Linked DNA regions of Rattus norvegicus: region 2 is linked to region 1. Evidence: chromatin contacts called from public Hi-C data. All regions are on one chromosome and are shown on one strand. The core of a region is the stretch at or near the end of the contact, and the rest is flanking DNA. Distances in the headings are between cores, read along the strand shown.

What was found. Hi-C and Micro-C count contacts between places; a contact is called where the count stands out from the background.
Region 2: a contact with region 1 is called in a Hi-C map of the Rat2 cell line, with 4 times the contacts expected there. The contact joins the promoter of Ednra here to the enhancer-like site in region 1.

Annotation. Positions count from the first base shown.
Region 1 is chr19:46,850,928-46,854,091 of GRCr8, forward strand. No RefSeq gene overlaps it. Among named protein-coding and RNA genes, the nearest start is that of Ttc29, 200 kb to the left of the region's middle. Within about 2 kb of position 1,359, at least 3 of the 93 cell types and tissues checked have an H3K27ac peak or open chromatin away from gene starts, as enhancers often do.
Region 2 is chr19:47,135,836-47,139,393 of GRCr8, forward strand. It overlaps Ednra (endothelin receptor type A), which reads left to right and starts at 2,089. Exons shown (of 8, transcript NM_012550.2): 1 at 2,089-2,324.

The DNA of each region.
Region 1 (3,164 bases), core at 109-2,608:
CAGGTGATGTGGATACTCATGCAGCCACTGGCTGTGATGTTGACTCAATTCCTATACATTTTATTTTTCATTCTGTAAAATGAGATATTGTAAAAATGCACCCAATGATGCATACAAAGATGCCAGGCTCTGCTTAGCACAGCTATCATGAAGTATACTTTGGCTGTTGATTTTTCTGGTCTACTCAATGCTAAGAAACCCATGCTTATAAAACCAAGTATAACTGTCAAACTATTTTAAAATGGAGTATTAGTTTTCTTCAGCTATTTTGGGATTTCTGAACTGTGCAATAAATATACACACACACAAAATGATCTCTACGACATAGAATTGAACTCACGTATTAAAATCACAGAGTCCATTTAGCAAGCTTTCAAAGAAATTAATCGGGTTTTAGGCCCGATTTTGAAGCTAATCGTAGTAAAATGGAGAGGTTCTTTCTCCAGAAGGTAGCAATTCTGCCTGTTTGAAGTTAGGACCAACTATACACATGCTGAATAGGATTAATGAACTGAGTCTCAAAGGACAGACACATCACTAATTGTCCCTTTCCCAACTGGAGGCAATAACAAACACTGGTACCCACTGAATGAGGCGGTATCTGTGTAGAAGCAGAAAAAACTGTCACCATCCCTGTTACTGCCTCGGTCTACATCACAGCAAAAAGGTACACAGTTGGATGGACTCCGTCCGCCCTCTCTTCAACAGCTTCTGTGCGGCACACTCCTAGATACGGCTTTTGTTTTGCCTTATCCATCTACTCACTCATTTTGAAAATTACTTTTTATTAAAGCAAAGTAACAAAGAAAAATTAACAGAAATAAGCCAATGAACACATCACACATCATTCTACACACTAAACCATTAAAAACATACAAATATCTCGTGTGTGTTCCCATGATCATCATGTGAACTTGTATCCCTCACATCATAATGATAAATAAATATTTTTAGATCGTAACTAAATTGTATATGGTATCATTTATATGGTATCATTTTTGAAAAGAGGGGATATTTCATTTAAAGATGCTTTACCCACTATGATCTAAGATTTAGTGGTCTATTGTTTTCTGAAGTCTCTGGATATACATCAGTAGGTAGTGGTAGTTCTGCCGGCAGGGTGGTTTGCAGGAAAGCAATTTTTGAGAGTGTTGTCTCCAGAACATTTATTGAAATTGGTGTTTTTGGAAGCGGAGATATAAACTAATTCCTTGGTAGAGAAGAGGAAGGCTGTCTTGACGGACATAGAGGTAGTCATCTGATGCATCAGGAGAGTTTTCAAACCATTGGGTGCCCATCCCTTCACATGTGAAGCTGGGTGCTGTTTGCTGGCTTGCAAGTTTAGGGCACGGCCACTAGAGGGAAGAGTTTCACGTCATCTTGAATAGACAATGCTACTTCCTTTCGCACATACTCTAGTTTTCTTGATTAACAGAAGAGAAGAAAACCGAGAAAAGTAAGATCGCTGTCATAAGAGGAGAGCTGTTGGCACTCAGAAGGAATAAAAACCAAGAACTGAAAACATTTTGCAAATATGGAGAGAAAATAAAAAGCACACAGAGCAGTCTAGTGATCGAGATTGTATTACGATAGCCATCTCCTCCAAGAAGACAAAGGTGCAATAAGACAATACCAGCTACAGCAGGGACCAACTTGTATTGAATACACATTTCGTATTATTAAAAACTTGTTTTAGAGATGAAAAGACCAAGCACACAGTTCCGTAACAGCTTTTAGGAGCTTGGAAAATGTTTACACCTTCTGTAACCACAGCATCACATTTGAGGCTTTTGCCTGCCCTGCGTCCAAGAAAAAAAATCAAGTCCAGGGTCGGGGAAAGAGCTGTTGACATGAAGATGTTATACGGCTTCCCGGCATTAGTCACACCAGCAGGATTTAGAAGCAAACCAACTGCTTAATATGAGGATTACAAAACAAAATAGCATAGTCACTATTTGTCAGAATTATAAAGATTTTCTTATGAAAGGAAAAGAGAATTAAAGAAATATATTTATAGCATTAGAACTATATGGATCATACAGAAAAATAAAGTCCTAGAAAAGCACTTTTAAAACATTATCCAAGAGATCGTGTGAAGTTCGTGTGCTCCTGGGAGCCCAGAGCCTACACAAGCTCAACTGGATCCTTTAGTGAGCAGACAACTGCCATTGTCTGCCAACTTTCTGACTGGCCATATTTATGCTGGTGAACTTTGTCTCTCAGTGTGCCACAGATCCATCAATAATAGTCACCGTTCTCAGTGGCAGCAACAACACATCCGATACATGCAGCTTTAAAAAACATTGCTCAGCTACGCCGAGTCCGGTTTCTGGAGATACAGCGTCATTAGGAGTCATGTGATACCTCCAACGGAATGGTAACCCAAAAGCGAACAGAAAGGAAGATTCGGATGGATCTGGACTTCCAACAGAGCACAGGTCACTGAAATGGACACAAAGTCACAGAACACAGGAGGGCCAGTCATCTCAGGAGCTATGCGTAAAGAAAGACATCAGGGTTTTACAAGCCATCGAGAGTCACTTCTCTGCATCTGAGTTCCTTTTTCTACCCAGCTGCTCTCTGTGATTACTAAACCTCTCATGGTGATCTCTCGGGGAGAGATACCCAGAATCTTAGCCTAGTCCACAGAAGAACGGAATGGATGCAACCCCCCACCCCCACCCCAAAAATCCCCTACATTTTCCTAAAACTCTGCAAGTATTAAAACTGGGCGGTGTGTCTTTTTGAGAGCAAAGCTGGTGGTGTAGAAAACTGTGCCCAATCTTTAAAGCGTGTCCCTATAACTACACATAGGTGTGCCTTTCCCCAGTCAGGTCTGTTCCTTTAAGTGGTTATCCACCACTAGAAAAGAGGGAGCCAGCTAATCCAGGGAGCATCCAGCTGCTAGGCAAACCTCACAGCTGTCTTGCTTCAAACCTCCTCGTTCCCTGGTCCACACTGAAAACATGCAAGTTTAAGAGAGTTTTTAATTAGCGCTTCTTTAAAGCACCCTCACTGATGGCAGGGGATCATGACAGAAAAGCATTCCTAGCACCACAATGGAGTGGAGCAGAAAAACAATGTAACAATAGCATTCCCGTGTGGCTGAGTAAGGCAGGCAGAGGGTTTTGTTAGAGCAGTTGTCAGAAACCAGTAAACCCTAG
Region 2 (3,558 bases), core at 839-3,338, 290 kb after region 1:
TTCTCTATGGTTTTGACTATTCTAGGTCCCTTTTGTAAATGTGATCATGGCATTCAATTAAAACAAACAAGCAAACAACAGCCACAGAACAACACAGAAACACATTTGAAATGGACTCACTCAAGCTGAAGTCCATGTCATTAAGCAGAAACTAAGCTGTTATCTGACCTTTTGGGGAATCAGTTAAATATCATGGGCTCATAAGATAGCTCAGTGGGTGAAGTCATTTGCACTTGAGCCTTCCACCCAACTTCCCAAGGTCGCCTTTCACCCCCACACACTCACATAAATAAACACATTTCCCAAATAGGCCAGTTTGCTGGAATCCTTTCTCTCTATATATATTTAATACAAACACTCGCCTGAAGTAACTTGATGTTAACCAAGCATGCACCTTCCTGCTGATCTGTCTCTTGGGCCCAACCTTAGAAAGAGCACAGCCTCTCTCTGGCTATAACACCAACCTTGTCTGCCCATTTTATAGACCTATGCAGGAGTGGCCCCTTGGTAATTTTGGGCGTAATTATTTGGGGAGCATCGCTGGCCTCCCACTGCTGTTGCCCACAGTAGACAGGAGCTTGCCTCTTGTTATCTTAGCTTATTTTCTAGCTTCATTTATGTTTAAATAGTGAACGTCCTAAGGAGTATGAAAGAGAAACGTTTAGTGCTTAGTCCACATGACAGTGGGATCAGCAAGAGGTGGGGGAACCTAGGGGTGTAAAGAAGATGAGGCTGACAGACATGCTCAGTTATACAGACGGTGCACTGTATGTCACCAGGGAGCAGGGCCTGAGACCCCGTACATTTCACAAACCAAGTTATGATCAGTCTTCTGGAAGGAGGCAGTAACTTTCCTTCCTGGAAAATAATGTGGCCAAGCTGTCGCCACAAAAGCTAACCCCTTCGGAGCAGACTGAGACGATTATTGTGGGTCCTTCCTGGAGAAACTCTGAATAAGCACCAGATTAGTGGACAGGGTAATGCCTGCCCCAACAGTACTAGGAGAATATTAAAATCCTTTCCACTGGGGTGTTCTGCTGATTGCTGTGACAGTTTTACAAAAAGGCCCCTGACAGTGGCGTCTCTGTGCCCTCCCCCTTTAATCAGGGATCAGTGGCTAACAGAATTGAGCAGAAGCTCCTCTGTCTCACTATCTGGACCAAGCCTTAAGTAGGTGGCATTTTCTATTTCCTCTCTTTTGGGATTTTTGTTCTTGGAATCTGGCCACCACACTGTGCGGGAGCTATTGCTAAAACCCATCCCTAGGGAAGATAAGTCCTATCTCCCTCTTCTCCGAGATGTCCCAAGAACAAACAGGTTCAATTCCACTGTAGATACTGTGGGGAAACAATGAGCCTCTTGGGCATCCATACAGTCAAGCCTCCTTCCCCAGGAGCCCTGGTGTTGGGCCCTTATCTCTCCTCCCACTCCCCCATCTTATCATACAAACTTAACACAGTCCGTGATAAAGACACTCTCTTCTGAAAGGTATCCCCATTGTCATTTCAACTTTCGGACATGATTATTTCTTGGAGCACAACCTAGAACTTTCCACAGACCCCCCAGCTCCCCTGTGTGCCTTGGGTTAAGGCTTTGTTATCCTGCAGGGCACACTTGAGCTAAAGACCTGTCCACCTGGATTCTTTAATTTCCTCTAAAGTGAAGAGTACTAACAAGCTAAGCAAAGTTGATAGGGGACAAAGGAGACATAGCCCTTGTTCCCTGGCTTCCCCTGCTCATCAAACTCTCCCGTACTCACTGCTCAAGTGTCTTGAATTTCTTCCTAAAACTCTACACAACCTTGTGTCTGGTCTGTTATTCTATACTTTTCAAACCTACCCATCCTAGACTAACCCCCAGCTTCATCTCAGGAAGGAAATAGTTAAAGATCCCTGCCCTTCAGGGCCTGGCGGGGGCAGCAGCATCGCAGCTTGGTGGCTGCTCCCTGGAGGGCAGGCGGGATAGCGCTCCTGCAGTTCGGTCCCAGAGTAGAGAAGGTCTGGGAGTCTGGAGCCTAAGGAGGATCGCGGGAGGCGTGTTCCTCCAGAGTTTGCTTTTCCTTGGGAGCCTCGCGCCCACACCCATCCCCTCTGGTCTGGCAGCTGTGTCTAAAGAGGTGGGGAGCCTCTCTCTGATCCAACGGACCATCGCAGGAGCTTGCAGGCTGAGCGAGATCTCCTCTAGAGAAGCCGGGCCGTCCTGGGAAGTTTCCTCCAGCCGAGACTGGGCTGCAGCCCTGGTCGCGCGCCACCCTCGAACTCCAGCTCAGGCTCCGTCTGGCTCCGGCGCGGACCTGGCGCTGTCTGCGTCCGAGGAGCTCTAAGGTCGGTGCAAGCCTTTCCTTCTGAGAACCAGGGCTGAGACTAGGGGCAGGGTTGCCACCCGGGGAACCGACTGGGAGGAACAGGGGTGTCGCGCAGCGCCGGCGAAACACAGCAGCGGGGCCTGGCACCTACCTGCCCGGGCGCCCAGTGTGAGGCGCTTTCCTGGGAGAAGAGCGCTGGGGGAGGGGGGTGGACACCAGACACGACGATTGAGCTTTGACTCGGATTTTTAGGAAAGGGGAGCCTAGAAGTTCGCCCAGGGGATGTCTTTTTCTCCACAGGCAGGCAAGAGCTTTCAAGAGCATCCACACCCAGGGCGCTTGCTCCAAAGCCTCCTGGTGAAGTTGGTCTTTTCTAATTCCGCACCCTGGGTGTGCGTAGGCTACTGTGAAGAACCGACTTCTGTGTACCCCTCCTCACACCACGATGGCAGCTGGGGTTGGAAATCTGCCTGTTGTTGGAGGTCTGGGCGGTTTGCTCTGGGCTGCCCTGTCCTTTAAAGGGCACTTGTTGCCTTTCATGTGCAGAACACTGGGACTGTTTGTAGATAAGCCACCTCTGATTACACCACCCTAATGGCCTCACCTCTGCAGACCCCAGGCGAAGGTATATTAAAGTCAGAGGGTGCCCCCAAGGAGAGTGGGATAATTTGTCTTATCCAGAGAGCAAAAGCACAGAGAACTCGAGAAAAAGTTCTTAGTTTAATACACAACACACACACACACACACACACACACACACACACACACACACACTTGTAGTTGTTTCTGGTTTCCTCACAACCACCAACTCATCTGTTTTTTAAAGCTGGGCTAACTGAAACACTTCAGCAACCACATCACATAAATTACCTGACTTAAACTGTGCAGTTTGGGTGCTGTTGGAATTTCCAAATTCCTAATGGCAAGTGAACATTTGTCCTGAGAATCTGATACATCAAATAAAGCACTGAGGGGTCAGCTTTGTGTACCACCAAACTCTAGGCCCACAAAAGGAAAAAGGCTGAATCCGTAGACATGTCCTTCTGGTCCGCATGCGAGTTGCTTCTCCAGAGCTCTGGCTGACTACAGCAGACAATGCCTGTCGAAACTTAACTAGAATACACTGAAATGAGCTACAGATCCGTCCCTGGGAAAGCATGTACTCGAAAGAGGTTTCTTTTATTTGGTTTTGTGTTTTTTCACTCTGTGGCAATATGGCATCCACATGTTTTTGACAGATGTCCCTTAGATGT